2 separate regions of the Hordeum vulgare genome follow, and region 2 is linked to region 1. The links are chromatin contacts, called in public Hi-C maps. All regions are on one chromosome and are shown on one strand. The core of a region is the stretch at or near the end of the contact, and the rest is flanking DNA. Distances in the headings are between cores, read along the strand shown. Region 1 overlaps LOC123412491 (ubiquitin-like-specific protease 1D). Region 2 overlaps LOC123407201 (serine/threonine-protein kinase BLUS1).

Region 1 (4,779 bases), core at 1,190-3,689:
ACCCTGTACATTTTTGAACTTTTTAAGTTTTTTTTGTGAATTTTCTCTCCACCGGGTGCAGATGAGATTGGGCTCAGAAATGGATACAACAACAACAACAACAACAAAGTCTTTAGTCCCAAACAAGTTGGTGTAGGCTAGAGGTGAAACCCATAAGATCTTGCGATCAACTCATGGTTCTCGGCTCAGAAATAGATATTTGAATAAAAGCATGCTGTAGAATTTATCTCTAGCAATTAATATTTGCATGCCTCTATAATTATGGGGTGATTAATATTCATAAGAAAACATGTGACTAATAGATGACATCTAGATACAATGAAGAAAAGCATCATAGGCATGAAAATATCATCTCTCTTTAGATAAAAGAAGGCACACTCTTTCTTTCATTTTTCTCTCTTCCAACTCAGCATGCTGACATCATCCCATTGTGCGTGGCCTAAGACAACAGGTGTGATGTTGCATCAAGTTACAAGTACAGGCTGTAAATTGCTAAATGCATGCATGCAGTGATTTATGAGTTCAGGATATTGTCAAAATGAAATTTTGGGTGGGCATCCAGATTTCTTATAAGTGAATGCCCATTGTTGCTTACATATGCTGTTATAACATGTGCACTATAGATGGTGTATTTGTCTCTCCATGCTGTGATCTTATAGCTCTTACTCTCTTCATTTTTTTCCAGGTTCCGCAGCAGGAAAATGAATTTGACTGTGGCCTCTTTGTTCTGTACTATATGCAACGGTTCATTGAGGAGGCACCTGAAAGGCTTCGCAAGAAAAACCTTTCTATGGTGAGCCACTATCTGTTAGTGTGTTGACCACTTTACGTTATGTGTTTTTGACTGTAGAATACTGAACTGCACGCAGATGTTTCTTGCTCATTTCTTCTCTATTTTTTTTTCTGTTAGTTTGGCAAAACATGGTTTCAACCTGAAGAGGCTTCTGCATTACGAAAGAAAATGAAGACCCTGCTTCATCAGTTGTTTGAGGAAGCGAATCCCAGTAACAACAGTACATCGGAGCAGACAGCGTGTCAGTTGCTTTTGGAAGCTAAATCTGCAAACAATGTAATGGAGCCGGCAACGTCAGAACACCCTTTGGAAGTCGGTTCAGGTTCAGCTGAGGTGGCACCAACGTCTGAACGCCCTTTGGAAGTCGGTTCTGCTGAGATGACACCAACGTCTGAACACCCTTTGGAAGTCAGTTCTGCTGAGATGTCACCAACGCAAGAACATCCTTTGGTGGGCAGTTCGGCTGAGATGACACCAGTGCAAGAACATCCTTCGGTGGGCAGTTCGTCTGAGATGACACCAGTGCAAGAACATCCTTTGGTGGGCAGTTCGGCTGAGATGGAACCAGTGCAAGAACATCCTTTGGTGGGCTGTTCTGGTGAGATGGCACCAGCGCAAGAACATCCTTTGGTGGGCAGTTCGGCTGAGATGGAAACAACGCAGGAACATCCTTTGGCGGGCAGTTTGGCTGAGATGGAACCAACACAAGAACATCATATGGTCGGCAGTTCGGCCGCGCAGAAACCTTTGGAAGGCACTTCGAACCGACCAACAAGTTTTGAGCACCCTTTGGAATGCAGCTGATTGATGTTACCACCTTTGGAGCGACTTACGTTGCCCGTAGAAACCGGCTCGGAATTGTGTATTATAACCGGGAAGGTGTTGTAGCCTGCATCTGTAGGCAACTTTGAGGAAGGGGTGGTGTTGCATAGCTGAACGTTACAGTTAATGTATCCACGGGAGCTTCCGTGTATATAAAATATCAGTAGGAAAACTGGTGGGTGTATGACGATATGAGTCGCTCAGGGTCGGCTTAATTTGTTGTTTAGTTTTTTTAGCCAGGCTGGGAGAGCACAATCTAAGGCTCTGATTAGACCATGTTTTTCAAGCCAGTTGGCGAGTTGCCATGTTCCGTGTTCTTTAGTTCTGCAAACACTTATGGATTTTACGTGTTGTGCCAAAGGGCGCAAGCAGGTGTGGAGATGAGCAGGTTTGTAGATTATAAGTACCAGATCTCGCCCTGAAGCGTTAAGAGTTGATCTACACGGTTGTTTAGTTACACAACAACACATTCGCCTACTTGCGACTTAGGCCTCCTCGTCCTTCCTCAACCAGTTCGATCGGACATGACCAGGAACGCGCCGGCAATTTGCGGCTGCCCAGCCATCCGTGTGCCGACTGATACGGCGAGATAAGTCGAGGTTAACTGGATTTGGGGATTTTAATCAGTGGACACACGCACACAAATTTGTGGTTTGTAATCTGCAGGGATATAGAAAAGCGAGGACGTTTTGAGCAGCTTCATTCATGAAAAACGAGCGTGCCTTCAACGTCGCAGCAAAGAAGGGGACTCCAGCCTGAAGACCATGGCGTTTCAGTCTGCCGGAGCCCACAACCAAGCATAGGGGTAGGAGGAGATCGGATCCCCCTGCCGGAGCCCACAACATAGGGGGAACCACTTCCTCGGGACGTCGTTAAGGAGCACAGTAGAGTGAGAGGACCGGAGATTTTTATCCATCCAGTCACACCACAGCGTGGGAAACCACCGCGCGAGCATGATCGTCCACATACTCGCCGAGTTGATGCAGTCAAAGGCTTTGTCGAAGTTACACTTGAAGACAAGCGTGGGGGCAGCCCGCTTAAAACATCACTACACCATTTTCGAGGCGTGGACGAAATTTTCACCAATGCTGTGCGCGGGGATAAACCTGGACTGGTCCTCGTCGATGGTCTCACAGATCTGCAGCTGCAGCCGCGAGGTGAGCCTGCGCCAGAGAGTCTTGATATCCGTGTTTTGGAGAGAGACAGGTGGAAGGAGGTGGATGTCGCCTAGAGGGGGGGGGGGGGGGTGAATAGGCGCTTTAAAATAATTACGGTTTAGACTTGAACAAAAGCGGAATAAAACTAACATTTAATTTGTCAAGCACAAAACCTAAAACAACCAGGTTCACCTATGTGCACCAACAACTTATGCTAAGCAAGATAAACAATTAGGTTATAGGAAGATATACAACAAGAAATAATATGGCTATCACAAAGTAAAGTGCATAACTAAAGAGCTCGGTGAGAGATGTTAGAGTTATAATATAAGTCATGTACCCTTTTGTATTTAACCAAATATATAAGGGGTTTCCTGCATATAGTCCACCATCCGTACATGTATATATACCGGTTTATGGCCTCATGGGAATACAAGTTGCTTTCCTAACACACGTGAGAGGGGGTGTTACAGTATATGTGGATTGCACCAGTCCATTCCATCGGTTCGGACTTTTGGTTGCGTTGGCTAGTGCATGAAGCTTAACATGGTATTAGAGCCTAGGTTTTCTTAGCACGCGCAACTCGTGCTCCTCCCGATCTAATTCCCAGCCGCCGTCGCTCCTGTCTCCGTCGAAGACTCGTGGCTGTCTCTTCTCCGAATCCCGCTCCAACTGCGTCTCGTCATGGTGACAGAAGGACCCCCTCTTCTACCGCTGGAGGGAGCCCCGTCCCAGCCTCGATCTCGTCCAGAACCGACTCTGCTCTCGCGGCGGTTCCAGGTCTTCAGGCACCAATCCGCTCCCTGGATCTCGCCCAACCTCGATCCGACTCTGCTCTCGCGGTGGTTCCAGGTCTTCAGGCGCCAATCTCGCTCCTCCCCGGCGCCATGCAACGCGCCGCCAGGATCCGCGCCGCGCCGTGCCGTGATGTCCGAGGGACGCGCCACCAGTCCGCCCCGACCTACCGCCTGGATCGGATCTCTCGGCCACCACGGGACCAGCCGCCCCGACCTACCGCCTGGATCGGATCTCTCGGTTCCCACTGCCCCGGCCGACGCGGTTTTTGCCCTCGAGAACGATTCCAGATCGGCTCGATCCCGTTGACTGATTTCCTTTCCTAAAAAAATAAAAAAAAATGTCCACTGCATCTGGCTATGTTGCTGTCCCTCGCTGTTCGGTGATCTTTGATGGTACTAACTACGCCGAGTTCACTGGCTTCATGCGCATTCACATGCGTGGCATCCGTTTCTAGGGAGTTCTCTTTGGCGAGGTCTGTTGTCCGCCACGTACGGTTCCTCCTGTGGCTCCCACTCCTCCGACTCCACCGGTTCTTCCCGCGGATGCTCCTCAGGCTGCGAAGGACGCGGCTAAGGTTGCTAATGAGGCTGCTATTCGTGCTTATGATGAGAATGTTTTGACTTATGAGGTGGCTCTTCAGGTGTATCATGGTGCTTTGTCTGTTTACACCGAGTGGCTTGATGATGATGACCGTTCTGCAGCTGTTCTCACTGCCAGTGTTTTGCCTCAGTTTGCCTCTGAGTTTCTGGGCCTTCCTACTGTCTTTGAGATGTGGACTCGCCTTCGTCAGCACTATGAGCCCTCTGGTGATGCCTTATACCTCTCCGTGGTTCGTCAGGAGCATGCTCTTCAACATGGTGACTCTACTGTTAATGACTTCTATGCACAGAGTTCTGCTATCTGGCGCCAACTTGATTCTCTCCACAGTGCTGGTTGTCGTAGTTGCCCCTGTTGCCAGGCTGTCCAGGCCGATTTGGAGTTTCATCGCGTCTACGAGTTCCTGTCTAGGCTCCGTAAGGAGTTTGAGCCTCGGCGTGCTCAGTTGTTTGCTCGTGGTCGTATTCTCGCATGGAGGCGCTTTCTGAGATTTGTGCCGAGGAGACTCGCTTATGTGGTGTTGGTTTGCTGGAGGTTCCCTCGGTGCTCGCTGCTCGGACTCTTTCTACGCCACCTGCTGCACCGACCCCTTCTCGCTCGAGTGCTCCGTCG
Region 2 (4,180 bases), core at 1,308-3,807, 790 kb after region 1:
ATAGTTAATTGTATTTGATATTTGTCTTAATCATGAGTCAAAATGAACCTATGAAATGTCTTAGTAGAATTTACTTAGTAGTATATTAGTTAAAATGCAAACGCTCATGAATCATGATACAAGGACAAACATGTTCAAGTGTATTATGTACTCCCTCTGTTCCTAAATATAAGTCTTTTAAGAGATTCCACTATGAACTACATACGGATGTATATAGACATACTTTAGAGTGTGGATTCACTCATTTTGCTCCGTATCTAGTCGTTCGTAGTGGAATCTCTTAAAAGACTTGTACTCCCTCCGTCCAGAATTACTTGTCGCTAAAATGAAAAGAAATGGATGTATCTAGAACTAAAATACGTCTAGATACATCCATTTCTATGACAAGTAATTCCGTACGGAGGGAGTCTTTAGGAATGGAGTGATTCACCCCGCATATTAGATTTTTCTAAAGTCAAACTCTATAAACTTTCAACAGGTTCGTTGAGAAGTATATTAACATATGCGCCACCAAATCAATACCATTGGATTCATCATTGAATATATTTTCACATCATATATATTTGTTATTATTGTAAATGTTCATATTGTTTTCTACAAACTTGGTCAAACTTTATAAAGTTTGACTTCAGTCAAATTTAATATGGTAGTAAATAAAAACGGAGGGAGTACAATGTTTATGCCTCTACTAGTAGAAATCTGGGCCCTCATGTTTATCATGGAGAAGAACTTGTTTGGTCAGTTGATTTATGGTACCTCCAGATGGCAACAATGCATTGGTGGATGAAATTGTGTTGGCTTAATTTTGCACAGAATTAGGATCCTGAAGACTTAATTCTGAAGTAACCTAGAACATTTAATGCATGTCTCATGTTATTCTCATCGTTCCTTCAAATATAGTTCAACCATGGTCTCAGCTCTCCCCTAAAGGTTTGCTAGGCAGGGGTTGCTACAAAGGGAAAATTATGGTTTGGATTTCCAGAAAATACACCAGTCATTTGTTTCGTACAACTGTGCCCCTATTAATATTACCTTTTGAGCTTTTGATTGGGGCACAAATAATTTTTACTCTACTTGCCTACTCTTAGGCAGCTTCATCAGCTAGCAGCAACAGCAGGGCAAATTTACCAAGTGGAGTAACACGGCCAGCTTCCAACTCATCCACAATTCTCCCGACACTACAATTCTTGATGCAGCAAAATAGTATGCAGAAGGTATGTTTTTGCATCTATTGTTTCAAAACACAAAAAATGGTTAGCATATTTACAATCTGTTGAATTTACAGGAAGTGCTAAGTAGATTGATTTCTTCAATTGAGGAAACATCTGGTACGTGTATCATGAGAATTGTTTATGTTAAACTTCATTGACATAATTTGACCTGCATACTGATATTATTGGTTTCACAATGGAAATGTTTCCTGACAGATGCTTCCGATGCAAGTACAGTTGGTTCATCTCAGGTGTGTCCGATGGAGTGTCTTCCATATGTTTTTTGACATTTTACCTCAAGACATGTGAACTTTGAAGGTCAATTACTGTTTTGTGATTGTTTTAACAAAGTGCTTATATATGTTCAGTCATCTGGATCGCTTGCTAGAGAAAAGGGATTGGAGTCATATGTCGTCCAACTACAGCGAAGGTATACTACCGTTCTCTGAGTGGTCCTCCGTATTCAAGGACACTTGACTGAATTTGTGAAAATTTGCAGTGTCACAGAACTCGCTGAGGAAGTGCAGAGATTAAAGCTGAGAAATAATCAGGTAAATTGTCTTGACATTTGTTTGAGGGTTTGCATAGTTTAAACAAAGACAATCTTCCGCGGATGTTTGAAAATGAGTTGTTTAATTCTTTTTGCGAGTCTTGATTTCGTTCGTTTGCATGACAGCTTGAGCATCAGATCAATGGGTTGTCGAAAAAAGACGAAAGGTTGCGAAGAGAGCATAGTACGAAGCAATGATAATGATATATTTATTCCCTGTAGTCCCCGTTGTATAATTCAGCTCCCCAATTTTGAACCTGGTTAGCGAAATTAATTGTATTACGTTTCGGAATCAGGTAGGTGTATCAATTGTAATTGTAAGTATATTAGCGAGTTCATTCACATTATAGTATACATTTTTGATTTGTACAGCATGCTTTGTGTTATCGGTGAGGATTAGTTTCCCTCACTTGACTACTACTAGTGTCTCGATAGCAACCCTTTGTGAACTTGTTTATCCCCTTTCCATTCTTTTTAGCGTGGGAATGGTTGAACGTTTCTTTTTCTTGGTGTTGCAACAGTATGTTAAGAGCATCACCAATAGCAGGTAGCAGCCCTAAAATAGGGCACCATTTTTTTATAGGATTTAGGGGCAAAAAAACAGCCTCCAACAGCTGCCCTATAATGAAATTTTTGGCAATTTTTTTGGGCAGCCCAAAAGAAGCATTAAGTTCTGCAAATATACATCACTTAGGCGGCTGCGGCAAAACGGATTTGACTCGTGTGTGACCCACGAATAGTCTAGATTCATTCATGTCCTGATCAGACCTCCCATCGGCAAGTGGCTGTGCTTGATATGTAGAGTTGATATCACTCCATTTTTTGCGATGGTAGTGTCAGATGAGCGGTACGACATGGAGGGGGAGGAAGATGTCGCGTTGATCTTGACAATGCGTAAGATACTGAGGCTGAAGCATGGCAGTTCCGTTTCCGGCCATGTGTTTTTTATGGAGAGAACAGGAAGAGGCACATGACCGATTGATGTGCAACTATTTTCGGCCGAATCTTTGTTACCTAAAGAGGTACATTTGATGCCGGTTTAGGATGTGTATGGACTTGTTTCTTCACATTTGCAATCCTGTGAAGCAACATGGTCGATCCTTCCAGCAACGGAGGAATTGCATCGGAATGCTTGGACAAACCATTGAGCAAAGGAGGAATTGCTGGAAGGAATTGCATCGGAATGCTTGGACAAACCATTGAGCAAAGGAGGAATTGCACCGGAATGCTTGGACATAGCATTGAGCAAAAGGTTGCTACGGTGTTTCGGCAGATTTCATTGATGACAATTCGGTCATGGGAGAAAGCACTTCAATCTTCTATGTCAAACAATTTGCAAAGGCGACAGTCGAAGTGTTTGGTCTAGACTCTAGAGTACTCCCTTCGGTCCTTCTTACTCTGCATATAAAATTTTTCTGAAGACAAACTTCATAAATTTTGACTATATATGAAAAAATAAAAACATCTACAATACTAAAGTTATGCAATATGAAAGTTAAATTCATGATGCATCTAATGGTATTGATTTCGTATTTGTGAGTGTTCATATTTTTTTCTATAAGATTGGTCAAACTTTATGAAGTTTGACTTCATACAAATCTTATATGCGGAGTAAAAAGGACCAAAGGGATTATTTGAGAGCACCCAATGCTCAACGCATGACGAGGCTTTTATAGATAAACAAACCCCGTGGGTTTCCAGGCATGCTTGGCTCCATCGGTTGCATGTCTTGAAAGTGAAGAACTGCCCTACATTCTGGCATGGACAGTTCAAAGGACACAAGAAGGATGCCACCATCATTCTTGAGGTTGTGGCCAATTAGTAGACATGGATATGGCACACATATTTTGGGATATTTGGATATCACAATGATTTTAATGGGCTCCATCGTTCGCCTCTGTTTGCAGAGTTAGCAAATGGAGACCGCCGGTGACCTTCCAAGCAAATGGCCACACCCACAACTTTTGGTACTACCCTGCGGATGAGATATTCCATGGTGGGCTACTTTCCTGAAGCCAATTGAAAAACCATAGGTAAGAAAGAACTTTATTTTTACAATGCTCAAGTGGTGTCTAGGAAAGATATGAAAAGGGCATTTGAGATTTTGCAGTCTCAATTTGCTATTATGCGATGACCAATAAAGTTTTGGGATCAAAAGATCCTTTGGTATATCATCACAGCCTGCACAATCACGCACGCCATGATAGTTGAGAACAAAACGTGGGCAAGATTTGAATGACACCATATATGATCCCACGGGAATACGGGTGCGACCGGCTAGAAGGCAAGATCGAGTCAACCACTTTCTTGAGGTGTAACATGACATTAGAAATGCGGATTCACAAGATCATTGTCAAAAATATCTCATAAAGGAGTGATGTGCATGTCATGGGCAACAACAACCCTACTTTTATCTCTA

The links. Hi-C and Micro-C count contacts between places; a contact is called where the count stands out from the background.
Region 2: a Hi-C map of leaf shows a contact between it and region 1, with 3 times the contacts expected there. The contact joins two enhancer-like sites. A contact is called at or near these places in 3 of 6 Hi-C or Micro-C datasets (leaf and seedling).

The regions. Positions count from the first base shown.
Region 1 is chr7H:152,977,577-152,982,355 of MorexV3_pseudomolecules_assembly, forward strand. LOC123412491 (ubiquitin-like-specific protease 1D) reads left to right here. Exons shown (of 14, transcript XM_045105437.1): 13 at 686-793; 14 at 911-1,891. The coding sequence ends at 1,597. Among protein-coding and RNA genes, the nearest start is that of LOC123412492, 20 kb to the left of the region's middle. Within about 2 kb of position 2,440, at least 2 of the 3 cell types and tissues checked have open chromatin away from gene starts, as enhancers often do. A contact at or near this core is called in leaf, where this site is marked.
Region 2 is chr7H:153,764,349-153,768,528 of MorexV3_pseudomolecules_assembly, forward strand. It overlaps LOC123407201 (serine/threonine-protein kinase BLUS1), which reads left to right. Exons shown (of 21, transcript XM_045100281.1): 16 at 1,089-1,214; 17 at 1,286-1,328; 18 at 1,428-1,462; 19 at 1,580-1,641; 20 at 1,711-1,762; 21 at 1,888-2,178. The coding sequence ends at 1,959. Among protein-coding and RNA genes, the nearest start is that of LOC123411531, 5.8 kb to the right of the region's middle. Within about 2 kb of position 2,558, at least 1 of the 3 cell types and tissues checked has open chromatin away from gene starts, as enhancers often do. A contact at or near this core is called in leaf, where this site is marked.